Regions from separate parts of the Mus musculus genome. Here regions 2 and 3 are each linked to region 1. Evidence: chromatin contacts called from public Hi-C and promoter capture Hi-C data. All regions are on one chromosome and are shown on one strand. Each heading gives the region's core, a stretch centred on a gene start, on an enhancer-like site or on the middle of the called end of the contact. The rest is flanking DNA. Distances are from core to core; before and after follow the strand shown. Region 1 has its middle 26 kb from the start of 5430421F17Rik. Region 2 overlaps Fgfr1 (fibroblast growth factor receptor 1). Region 3 holds the start of Fgfr1 (fibroblast growth factor receptor 1).

What was found. Promoter capture Hi-C pulls out the DNA fragments that hold promoters and counts their contacts. Hi-C and Micro-C count contacts between places; a contact is called where the count stands out from the background.
Region 2: a contact with region 1 is called in a Hi-C map of bone marrow-derived macrophages, with 31 read pairs. The contact joins two enhancer-like sites. A contact is called at or near these places in 1 of 15 datasets of contacts at CTCF or cohesin (the NIH/3T3 cell line), 12 of 484 Hi-C or Micro-C datasets (the N1E-115 cell line, bone marrow-derived macrophages, brown adipocytes and 4 more), 6 of 115 datasets of contacts at active chromatin or transcription factors (the NIH/3T3 cell line, astrocytes and embryonic stem cells) and 5 of 9 other capture datasets (adipose tissue, embryonic stem cells, embryonic trunk and 2 more).
Region 3: a contact with region 1 is called in a promoter capture Hi-C map of the HPC-7 cell line. The contact joins the promoter of Fgfr1 here to the enhancer-like site in region 1. A contact is called at or near these places in 22 of 39 promoter capture datasets (the 3T3-L1 cell line, 3T3-L1-derived adipocytes, the C10 cell line and 16 more), 4 of 484 Hi-C or Micro-C datasets (the MC3T3-E1 cell line, MC3T3-E1-derived osteoblasts, bone marrow-derived macrophages and 1 more), 15 of 115 datasets of contacts at active chromatin or transcription factors (bone marrow-derived macrophages, craniofacial prominence, embryonic basal ganglia and 11 more) and 4 of 9 other capture datasets (adipose tissue, embryonic stem cells, liver and 1 more).

The regions. Positions count from the first base shown.
Region 1 is chr8:25,329,758-25,333,852 of GRCm38.p6, reverse strand. No RefSeq gene overlaps it. Among named protein-coding and RNA genes, the nearest start is that of 5430421F17Rik, 26 kb to the right of the region's middle. Within about 2 kb of position 2,377, at least 19 of the 459 cell types and tissues checked have an H3K27ac peak or open chromatin away from gene starts, as enhancers often do. A contact at or near this core is called in the HPC-7 cell line, adipose tissue and bone marrow-derived macrophages, where this site is marked.
Region 2 is chr8:25,572,946-25,577,040 of GRCm38.p6, reverse strand. Fgfr1 (fibroblast growth factor receptor 1) reads right to left here. Exons shown (of 18, transcript NM_010206.3): 16 at 3,781-3,918; 17 at 3,390-3,495; 18 at 1,323-3,296. The coding sequence ends at 3,120. Among named protein-coding and RNA genes, the nearest start is that of Gm16159, 19 kb to the right of the region's middle. Within about 2 kb of position 1,745, at least 52 of the 459 cell types and tissues checked have an H3K27ac peak or open chromatin away from gene starts, as enhancers often do. A contact at or near this core is called in bone marrow-derived macrophages, where this site is marked.
Region 3 is chr8:25,516,463-25,520,557 of GRCm38.p6, reverse strand. It overlaps Fgfr1 (fibroblast growth factor receptor 1), which reads right to left and starts at 1,799. Exons shown (of 18, transcript NM_010206.3): 1 at 1,129-1,799. Gm31288 (a long non-coding RNA gene) reads left to right here. Exons shown (of 3, transcript XR_003947368.1): 3 at 1-870. RefSeq lists promoters at 1,660-1,874, 1,660-2,634.

The sequences.
Region 1 (4,095 bases), core at 1,128-3,627:
TTATGAATATATTATAGCACTCATACTAATAACATTAACTACTTGCTTAGTAATGTCCTGGTTCTCATGCCCCTTCTCAGATTATAAGTTTATTCTCACAAAAGTCATATAAGGCCAATGCTGCTACTATTTCAGTTTTTACAGATTAAAAAAATTATGGCCTAAATAATTCTTGCACTTGCCTAAGAAAATATAGAGCCATGATCCTTACCTGTGCCTGCTGATCTCAGACTTGTGCAGTTTAGTACAGTTTAACCATAATTATTATTGAGCAAGAATACACACACACACACACACACACACACACACACACACATATTTTCCAATACAGAGTTTCTCCATGTAGCCTTGGCTGTCCTAGATGAGGCTGGCCTTAAACTCAGAGATCCACCTGCCTCTGCCTCCTGAGTATTGGTATGAAAGGAGTGTGCTACCACCACCTGGCTTATAGACCAAAATATTAAAAGGTTGGTGGTATTTCAGGCGACTCTTGCTCTCTTTGTGTGGTTGAGAAGTGAAGAACTAGCAAGACTAGGAAGACGCTGACCTTTGCAGCTGACTTTTTCTTTGCAATTAGTCAGGGGAATGCAACCGATCTCCCCTCTGGGCAACCTTCATTTTGGATGGCTGGGATTTAAAGACTGTCTCTAATATGTGCTTAAGGACAGTCCTGTCTTGGGCTTGTCACATGCGGTTAGATGGCAAGACATCAGAGGGCACAAGGTTTCTACTTTTAAGTCAAATTTTATTAGAAACCGAACTCTGTAATGAGCAATCAGAGCAGCGAAAGGCCAAGCGAGGCCTAGTGAGACAGCTCACTGGGTAAAACGCTTGCCGCACAAGCCTCCACAGCTTGCGTTCCTATCCTCAGAACTCCAGCCAGCAGTGCAAGCATCTGTAATCTCCATGGAACCCGGCAGAGATGGGAGGCAAAGACAGAGAATTGCCAGATGCTTGCCCGCCATCTAGGCTGGCGTACAGAGCACTGAACAAGAGACAGCAGGCATTTCTGACAAGGTGGATGGACGATCCAGACTGAAGGTCAGAACCTCCACAGGGGCAGAGTGGCATGTTCCCAATTATAGCACACATGCATACACACACACACACACACACACACACACACACCAGCATGTATTCACGTGCACAAGATAAGCAAGGCCAACATCTTTTGAACAAAATTCTGTTGACTAAATTTTCAGACTGTAAAGTTTGTCATCGTCAAAGCTGTCCCTCGCTTCTCCTCCCTCTTTGTGCCTCCCCATTTTACATACGTAAGTACAGAATGGTTTATGGCCTCCCCGTAGAGCCTCCTGCCCCTATGACTATTCCCATCAGTGGTCTTAGATGCTTTCCTGGAGTCTGAGTCCTACCCCTCATCCTCACTACAACTGTAGTTGGGGTCCCAGCTGAGTCTGACTAAAGGTTATTCCTGATTTATAGAGTGTGCCCCGCCCCCACTCCATCCTCACCCTCGGCTGCCTGAACGGGATCATTAAGGTGCAGCAGGTGTTCAATATTGTTTTGCTATAAAACTAAATGGGTTTAAAGCCTTCAGAGATAATGTATTCCTGTATCAGGGTATTTCTGAACGAGTGAAGATATTCTGGCTTGGCCCCAGTCCCACCTCTCTAAGCTCTACACATTAAAACCGTGTTTTTTTATTTCTTTACTTTCCCTAATATTCGTCCTGTAATGGTTGCCTCTGATTAATGTCCTTGTGTTCTCAGAGCCCCAGAAAGTGGTTTTAGTTTTCCTAGGACATTTTAACAATAGTGTGATTTACAGAGCGATTCATTGGAGCCAGGGGGCAATGTAATATAACAAAGCATTTTTCATAGGCAGCCTTGAGGCTCCGTAGTTGCCACAAATGCAGAACCACGGATAGGAAAAGCTGAGGTGTGTACAACAAGAGAGGTGTGTACAACAAGAGGGGCCAAGGTTAACTCTCTGAAAAAACAAGAGGTTCAGGCTTCTGAAGGTCACTTTGCCTCATTGGATGTCTAGTGGAGACCTGTTAACCCAGGAAACCCCAAAGGCTGAAAGGCTGGCAGGGGAGGAGGGGCCTCTCCTCCTCTGGCTTCTAATCTGAGATCATAGGGTTGGTTTTCAGTCATATCAACTACAGAGAGTGTTGGTACCACCGTGCTTCACTTGGGCTGAATATAGCATCCCAAATCACTGACTCTTCTATGATCTAGCACTAAAGAGTCAGAATTAGTTCCACGAGACAGACTAGTGTGTGATGGTGACGTTGTGCAAGGCAAGTCCCCGCCCTCCCCAACCTTTTTTTTCCTTCTCCACAGAGCAGACATGCTTTCCAGTTTAGAGCTAGTTTTCAAATCATGGAGAGATTTAAAAGGAAGTTCTGCTTGTTAGAACCATTTCCTCTTGAGTGCCTGCTTGGCCTACTGCACATTACCAACCCAGGGTGCACAGGAACAGAGCTTCCTGCAGCCTCATGAGTTATTGGGCAGCCCCATGTCAGAGAGCTTCATCATTAGTCCCGGCCGTGGGCAGGAGGTGCCTGCTGACCTTCCAACTAAAAGCCAATCTTCTTCCTGATGCAAGAGGCAGCCAGCCACCCGTGGAGTTTTGCTCTGAACTAGACTGATCATGTGTCTGGCCAAGATTTTGTTTATTATTTTTTCCTTTCTGACAACCCCAGATTCCCAGACTGTAACAAAAAGCAGGATTTGGGGGTGGAGAGATGGCTCAGCAGTTAAGAGCAGTGACTGCTATTCCAGAGAACCGGGTTCAATTCCCAGCACCTACACGGCAGCTCACAATGGTCTGTAACTCCAGTTCTGAGGGATCCGACACTCTCACACAGACATACATGTAGGCAAAACAATAATGCACACACAAAAAAGCAGAATTTGAGGGGGGCTATAGGTCACCCAGTAACTTTTGATTAAACTACCATGTGTCTAGAATTAAGTTTGCTGTCTCTTATTGCATGTCTCATTGAGGAAACTACACAAGTGTATATAAACTACGTTTAAAAATGGGGTACATTAAAAATTGGGGTACAGTGCTGTGCTGTATAGCATTGTCCATCAGAACAACTGAAGTTGTTGTCTCCTCCATAGGTCAAAATACAAAGCTGTGGGTGTAAGATTTCCCACATGGTGGTCAGTTTGGATTTAACAGGTACACGTGAAGTGGCATGCCCACCAGAACGTAGGGAGTGCAGCAACCACTTCATCTTCCTAGCCACACTGCTGCATGGCTCTCACATCCTGCAACGACAGGTTGATATGACCCAACAAATATAGCAGGAACCATGGTATTGCCCACATCTGTGCATACATTATAAAGGACACTGAAGCTTCCTATATCCAACATATAAGGTGCTGTGAATGTCAACTGGATGCTAAGCAATCAAAGGTCAGCCAGCGCCCACCCCAGTGGCATCTACACACCCTCAGTCTCTGTATGCTCCAATCTCATCCACCATTTTATTTTACCTGGGGCTGTTTTGCCTGCCCTCTCTGGAGTACTCAGCCCCACCCAGCTACCATGCCAATCTTACATAGCAGCTGCAGGTAGGGGACCACAAAGAAAGGAACTGAGACTCCTTACTACTGGCTGGCCTTGTGGGAAGTCTGATGTGGATTTTCCTAGCCAGCCAAACCTTCAGAAGACTGAAACCCTTGTCAAGAGCTTGACTACAACTTCACTGCAGGCCTTGGGCCAGAACCACCTAGCAAAGCTGTTCCTGTGTTTCTGACCCTCAAAACCCATGTGAGGGGATTCATATTGGTGGTTTGAAGCCACTGTCACTGAGCCAGCCCTACCTCTACTCCAGCCCTCAGCTCCCAGCTGCACTTTGTCCTCTTCAGCCTCAGCAGAGCCAAAACATCTGGCTGCGGTAGTCTTTCATTCAGGATTAAGTTCCTGCCAGTTCTTTCAAAGTCAGCATTGTCAGAACTCAGTGACCAAGCCAGCCTGGGAGGCTGGTCTGGGTTTTCTGAGGCCTGAGATATTTCTGACTGAGTTCTCTGAAGAATGCCACAGAGCTTGGGCTTGCAGCTTGCTGGCTCAACATGACCTGTGGTCTCCTGCGAGGTTCATGGCAACGGCCAAATAAAA
Region 2 (4,095 bases), core at 496-2,995, 240 kb before region 1:
AAAGACCATCACCTTTTGTTTTCAAAATTTGGGTTACTAGGCCATAACCCCAGGCTGACACACATACTTTCCTTTAGAGAGCCAGTTTCAGCACACCACTGGAACCTCCGACAGCACGGCAATTGAATGCATTGCTTCTGTGCACCAGGACATGCACGTACCCAGCAGGCAGTAAAGATTCTGAATGCTGCTGTGTGTCAAACAAGAGGGAACCAGTTCCAGAGTCCTTCATAACTTCAGTGTGTTCTGGTTCGTTTAATTTCCTTTTAGACAAGAGTCTCACTGTGCATCTTCAGCAGGCCCTGAACTCACGATGTAGACCAAGTTGTCCCTGAACTCAAGATCTACCGGTCTCTGCCTTCTGAGTCTGGGATTACAGGCATTCACTACCAGGACCAGCCAACTTCAGGGTTCTTGCTGGTCTACTCCCTTCTTGGTTTCTACATGCCATGTTGCTTCAAAGCCCTCCATTCTCCCTCCCAGCTATTTCCTGCATATGTGGTGGAACCAAGCTCTACCAGCTGCTAACAGCTGCTAACAAGCTCATTGGGTACAGTTTTAAGCTCTAACATGCGCCTGTAGCGACATTAGACACAGCACACATTCTACACAGAATTGTAATAGTTGTTGCTGCTACTTAATAGTATGGCCCTGCACTTGTGCCATGTCCAATTCTGTACAAGACATATTGGTCATGTCCAGAGTCTGACAATGCTATATCCAGGCCAAAAGTTCCCGCTTGCAGGTAGGTCTGTTACTTCAGAGGACAGTGGCTCTGACAGTATAACCTAACACTGTCTGTGTGTAGGAGGATATTTTAGCTTGCTGGCTCCACCCAGTGGCAGTTGATAAACAGAGTTCATTACCATTAAGGCCGATTTCTTACTTCATCTATGTTCAATCTTACTTACCTGAAATCGATACATTACATTAACAGAGCCAGGGGACTGATGGCCTTTAGCCTATGGCAATTAGAAAAGATGGGGAAGCAGTATTGATTGATGCCTGGGCCATATTTTAACCCCCAGGAAACCAGACAGATGCTGTGCTCTGACAGTAACATCTTCATTCTGTAAGCTGGGTTCCCCCTCCCACGAGACCTAATCTGGTCCTCTAAGTGAAATAGCCATTTCATTTCCCTTCATGTCAATGTCACTACTTTCTATTTGATAGCCACCCCTGTCCCAGGGGCCGTCTGCGGGCAATCTGAATAGTAACAGAGGGGACTTCAGTTCCTTCCAGTTCCTAGCTCCTCTCCTTGAGTCACACTAAGCCCTTTCTGTGTTCTCCTTCCATCCACACAGCAGTGAGTCAAGTAGACCTGAGGCAGAAATAATGTTCAGTTTTAACAAGAGAAAGAAAAAAAAAAAAAACCACTATGATACACGGTCTCCAAGAAAATGAGTTTGTGCTAAATTCATTCCCTAGCCCTCTTTGCCAAATGATGTCTTCTTTCAGCATAAAAACCATTCATAATATTTTGACAGTTACATGTGTACAGAGAGAAACAACGATAAGAACTCTTATGACAATGACCCAAACCACAGCTGCCAAAACTGCATTTAAAGAAGCAGCCCTAACCCCTACAGATGAAATCATACTGAACAGGTTTGTATTCAGCAGACCCAGAAAAAAAAGACCAACCAACCAACCAAACAAACAAACAAAAAACAAAAACAAACCCTCTAAGGCTTGAGTGGTGTGGGTTTGAATAAGAGACCAAGGTACCAAAGCAACCAGCAGGTGGCAGAATTGAGTTGCCAAGTTGACCCCAACCAAAGAGATCGTTTTCTGTTTCCTGAGGGATGGGTGGAGTTTGTGAAGGAAAAACTATAGGAAGCCAAGCTCAGGGACAGACCCAACTGGGTAACAGAGACCAACAGGGAAGGGGAGGATATTTACAGGAGAGGAATATGAGGAGTAGGTTGGGGAAGATAGACAAGACATCTGAATGTACAGGGTCTAGGGTTTGGGTTTCTGTCCAGTTCTACCCTCTGGCTAACCTCATCCTCTCACTCTCTCCTCCGAGGAAACAATCAAGTGTGCGAGCTTGGCTCTCTGCCCTCAGGACCTCAGTCTTCTCCTGCTGTTCCCAATGCATCGGGAGATAGAAGGCTTGGCTGGGAGGTCTGGGGCACAATCCAGGAGACAGAGGTCATGGGGGGCAGGGGGAAGACCAGCTCATGGCCCTTTACCCCCTGTCTCCCTCCTCTGCGCTGGACACCTGCTCTCTTTTCACACGCCCAGGATAAAAATGAAGCAGCAGCAATTTTTTATTGAGGGAAACCTAAACTGAAAATAGGTTTAAAACATAATTTAAAAAAATAAAACAGCAAAAGTAGCAAAAAAATATATGACCTTTTAAAAAACATTTTCCTTTTTTTTTTCTTTCTGTTCGTTTGTTTTTAATATATAGCAACGGATGCTACCCTGGGCGTCTCCCCCATGGGTAAATCTCTAGTAACGACCCTTTTTAAAAAGACATGTAAATATATACTCAAGATTTATACACTTTGTGTTTTTCTTCATAGCTATGTACAGAGCCCCAAGTCTAGGGCTCAGCCCAAGGGCACATCACGGCTCCCAGTCTCTGCCTCCCTGTCTTCTGGTACCAGGCAGGTATTTGGTCAGCAAAGCAAATTAGTATTGGAATTAAGAAGCTACTGGTACCATCCATCTGGAGCAGAGGTTGCCTTCGGTTAAGGCCTAAACAGAAACCTCACGGCTTCCAGGAGCCCCAAGGCCCCTGCCGCCAGAACAGAAGGGGCTGATGGGTCAACAGGAATGCCCCGGATGCTCCACTTGCTTCCGCTCTGCACACCTCCAAGCAGTGCCAGGCAGCGGGGCGGGTCTTGGTCCAACACCTGGGAAGGAGGATGCGGCCGTCGGCAAGCACCTGCCTCTTGGCTCCTCTCTCACACAGCAGGCTAAGAAGAGGGAGAAGAGGGGTCTTGGGGGTGATGGAGGGGGAAGGCCACAACACAGGAAGGCCTCAGTCAGGCACTGGCTCTTGCCAGCGGCAAAGGAGGAGGAGAAAGGCAGTGTGTCCAACAAGGGGATTGTGGGTGAGGGGCACGGGTGACGACGGAATGGGAGAAAACTGGGGACAGGGTTGGTAGTCAGCGCCGTTTGAGTCCACTGTTGGCAAGCTGGGTGGGGTGTCGAGGCAGACAGGGCTCCTCAGGTAACGGCTCATGAGAGAAGACAGAGTCCTCCCCTGAGGAGCAGGTGGAGCTCCGTGTGTCGGGAAAGCTGGGTGAGTACTGGTCCAGCGGTATGGACAGGTCCAGATACTCCTGTGACAGAAAGGGATCGGTGGGTGGCACCCAAACCTTCCCAGGAGCCTATGTGACAGAGGCCCAAGTTCCAACCCCGGGGGACAGCCCTACCTGGTTGGAGGTCAAGGCCACAATGCGGTCCAGGTCTTCCACCAACTGCTTGAACGTAGGTCTCTGAGAGGGCACTGCATGCCAGCAGTCCCGCATCATCATGTACCTGAAGCAGGATGGTGAGGTTAGAGAGAGAGGAAGGACCAGGGCAGAGCTGGACCAGAGGGCTTGGGGAGGGATGGACAGGGAGGCCACTTCTCCCAAAGAGACCTTTCAACCCCTGCCCACCATGCTCCTGCTTCCTTCAGAGCCAGGCTTGAGACCTCAGGAACCTCGAATAAGCCACCATCACCTGAGGAAGCTGTCCCAACATCCAACCCAGCTTGCCAGTGGTGGATCCAAACAGTGCCGACTACTAACCCCCCATCCTTCCCCTCTAGCCTATGCTTACAGCTCATTGGTACAGTTACTGGGCTTGTCCATTCGATGACCCTCCTTCAGCAGCTTGAAAAGTTCCTCCACAGGCACACCGGGGTATGGGGAGCCACCCAGAGTGAAGATCTCCCACAAGAGCACTCCAAAAGACCACCTACAGGGGAACACGGTTCCACGGTGGCTTAGCACAGAGTCAGGCTGCCCTAGGAGTTCCTTCCCAAGTCCTCAAGAAGTTAAGAGTAGTAGGTGTGCATCTTGAACCTTTCTCACCTCTTCAGGGACCTTAAGTTCAGGGGGGCAGAGCACAGGAGACAAGAGGGCAGCAAGAGAC
Region 3 (4,095 bases), core at 550-3,049, 190 kb before region 1:
TGAAACGGAACCAGATGCGGCAGCTACATCTGGGAAATGGGGGGTGGGGTGGGGGAGAAAAACGCCGTCGAAATGCTTTGCAAATGAGTTAATAGCTTCTACTAGGCCCAGAGAAAGAGAACTCCCTCCTGCACTCCCAAGGTGTCCAGCTGCCTCACTGGGTGGGTAACTGTTTATTACAAACCCCATCTATATATTTAAAAAGTCAGTAAATTCCTCTAAAAATATGAGTACTAGGTTGTCTTACCCCGCCGGAGACACTACAAGAGGAGGCACAGGAGGTGTGGAGAGGGGGTCTGGGCCAGAGAAGCAACAAGCGGGCAGAAGAGGGCTCCTCCGCACCGGACAAGTTCTCCTCATTTCCTCCACTTCCCAGAACGATCCAGACCCCGAGACCCCCCACCCCCCGCTTCTCCAGACCCCTTCAAGAGTCCTCTAGGTCTAAGATAAAATAGAACATTACCACCACCACCACCATCACCCCTCAAAAGGGGGGGGAATCTTTGCTCGCTCTCCGCTAAAGCCGATTCAGCCATTTGGTGACGACACCTCCTTCAAACCTATTCCAAGACAAGCTAGCCTTCCCCGCCACTTCCTTTCCTCTTCAACCCCCCAACCTGGACCCCAGACTTGCCCGGAGGTAGGAAAACACTTGAAAAGATCCCAGATGTAGGGTGTTGAGCTTAAAGCCACCGGCTGAAACGGGGTGAATCCGCAAGAGGACCAAAAGATAGATGATGTACACACACACACACACACACACACACCCTCCATCTCCCGGCCCATTCCCGCCCTCCTCCCCAGTAGGGAACACACAGCTTCCGCCGCCTTCTCCTGGGCCAAGAGGGTCGGGGTCTGGACTCGGAGCGCAGCAGCCTCCTCGCTAGCTCCGGAGCGCGAGTTGGCGGAAAAGTTAGGCAGCGGGCAGCAGCAGCGGGCCCAGCGCGCGGGGAGGGGGCGCGGGCAGCGACACTGGCCGAGGGAGGAGGGACAGGGGCGCCGGGGAGGGAGCGGAGTCGGGGGTGGGGTGGGGGATTGGAGGAGGGAGGCGCGGGCTGCGACTGGCGAAGCGCGGGGGCCGCTCGGGACGCCCAGCCAGCCGGCTCTGCGGGCGCCGGCGACTCTTACCTCACTTGGCGCTGCGGTCCCGCCTCTGGAGAGCTCGCCGTGGCGCGGCGGGTGTCTGTGTCTTGCGCTCCCGCCGCTCGTCTCCGGGCTCCGTTCAGATCCTGATGGGGTCTCGAGGGCTCCGCGGCCGAGGCACGACTCCCGGCGGCACTCCGAGCCGGGCGCCTCCAGCCCGGGCGGGAACAATGGAGCCGAAGCTGGTGCCCCGGAGGCGGGGCGGGGGGGAGGGCTCGGGTCCGCCGCCCGGGGTCCCCAGATCGTGCGCCCCCCGCTCTCCAGTACGCAGCGGCGGCGGTGGCGGCGTCTCAGGCTTCTGGCAGCCCGAGTTCCATCACCCCTCCTGGGGCTCCGGCGTGCATTGACTGCAGCACGGCTGTGGTGCGCCCCTGGGACCTGAGAAAAGTCCTCGGTCTCCGCTGCTTTTCCAGCTGCGGCGCGCGCTCGCGGCCGGGAAAGGCGAGGTCGCCGCAATGCGCTAAGCACAGTCTCAGTCCAGTCCGGACGTCTCGGCCCCGCTTCCCTGCGCAGCCCGGGTCCTCTGCACGCAGCGGCTGCACCAGGGTTCCGGCTCCCGTTCCGCGCCGCCCGCAGCGGAGAGCCCCGCCAAAGTACCCGCAGGAGCGCTCCGAGCGCTGTGCGCCGGCGAGGCGCGAGGGCTCGCTCTCTCACTCCCACCCGGCGCTAGTCCCACCTCCTCCTCCTCCCCTTGCAGTTGCCTGCTGGGCCTTGTAGTTCTCAAGCTGCAGCCCCGGAGAAGCCTGGAGCGAGCAGAACTGCTCTACAGTCTGGTCTAACTTGAGTTTTCGCCTGGAGGGCGCCCGAATTTCAGACTGTGTGTAGATCAGCGATTTGGGGACAGGAGTGGAGGGTGGGGAGGGGCGGGTGCCTGGCTATAATTTTGAGGTTGCACTGGGCAACTTGGTCTTTGGTTATCTCTGTGCCTTGGGGTATGATTTTCGTGCTCTAAATCTCGGTTTTCCCGTCTCTAAAAGGAATAAATAGGACCCTCACATAGCTTACAATATACGAACTGTTTTTATTGATGGATCGGTTGACTTTCCCCCTCAGACCCTTTCCTTGGATCTCAACTTTCCCCAGCCACATAATTTAGGTTTTGTGGTTCACGCTGGAATGGACCCTGCAAATTCTACAGTGCTGTTCATGGTAGCCTTAGAAATCACCAGCTTTCAGGAAGCAACCGAAGAGAGGAGGGGTTTTTGTTTTTTTTTTTTTTCGGATGGGGGGGGATGTTTGTTTACTTGCTTGCTTGTTTTGTTTTGTTTGCCTTAGGAATTAATCAGAGTCAAACCAGAGCCTCCACAGTATACTATGAACCTCAAAGAAAATCGCTGAAATGCCCTTCCCACCAGGTCCCTCCACAGAGATGTTAATCTGTGGCTCTTTAATCCAATGAGTCCAGTGGACGTGAATCATATTGAGATTGTTAAAAAATAAAAATTTTTGATCCTGCTTGGACATGAGAAATCCCGATGTTTTGATGAAGCATGCTAACAATTCTGAGACAGCCAGTGGGGCCTTCGCCTCGTTGCAGGAGCTCACTTTCCAGCAGTCTAAAATGATGATGTACATATGCAATCCTAGCCCTGGAGGGTCAGAGACTTAAGATCACCGTTGGCCACATAGGGACTGAGACGACAGCCTGTGCTTACAGACCCTGTCTCAAACAAATCAAACACAGGGGTTGGCGATGCAGCTTTGACAAAGGCAAAGACAGTGCTTTGATTCCAGCACACTCTAGACCTGACTAGGTGGTTGGTACCTGTTGGTTTGCTGCATAGCAGTGGGGTGGGGGCTCTGCAAATTTTCCTGGTGACTGTGATGTGATGTCTACTTGGGGACCACTGGAAGGGTGGAATATGTCACACTAGGTGTGAATTCCACCACTCAAAGACTTTGGGCATGTCACGAATCTGATAAGATCTAGTCCCTCTATGGGTCTCCCCCATGAGAAGCAGACTGAATGAATGTAAGTGTGCCAAAAGGGTCACACATGTGAAAGCCATCATGAGGGGGACTGTTCTATTCCGCTTCCACAGAGCAAGCCATGACAGCTTGAATACCAAACAATCCAACTCTTCCCTCCACATTGAAGACTAAGAGTTTCTAAGACAGTTTTCTATGTGACCACCAGGTGAAAAAATGGGAAGCTACGGAGATATTATCACATTTGTTTATCTCCAGTAAAGGGTGGAGGAAAAAGAAGAAGGGCTATTGATGAGTTTATTGGTGTATTATTGGTTTATTGGGTTGGTTTTTGTTTGTTTGTTTTGTCTTTGCTTTTAGAGATAGTCTTATGCTGTAGCCCAGGGTAGCCTCAGACTCAAGGACTCTCCCACCTTTTGCCTCTTGCCTCCTGAGACAACAGTTTGTAAGACACCACCACACCCACCAAAGCTTAATGTTTAGCTGAGTGTGCTTAGCATATACAAAATGATCTGGGTTCAGATTTGGAGGAGGGGTAAAGAGAGAATACATTTATTGAGTGCCTAGGAAGTAAATATTCAGGAAGTATTTTTGAACAAAAAAATAAAATAAAAACCAGAAATGACTCTGTGGAATAAATGAACACCAGCTAATATTTAAGAGTTATTACCCACATAGCAATATCCTTGCCCTGTTCAGTCCCTTGGCTTTTAGTCTGGTCCCAATTATTCTTTCATAGAAGCTACCAAACAGCCTTCTCTGCCTCGGCCCAGCCACCTGGAGGTGTTTCTGCCTCCCACTGTATCTACTGATTTGATATTTAGCATAGTTTTACTAGCTGTCTTTTTTATTTTGTGGGTTCTCTCCAGCAAGCTGCAGAACTGTTCTAAGACAGTGGTCCCGAATCTATCTCATCTGTCTCAAGAGTTTTCCTGACATCTATAGATCTGTTGTTTGGGGAACAGCTGCATGTGAGAAACCTGGGTTATTGAGAAGGCTAGGCTGACTCTATGACAGGCTTTC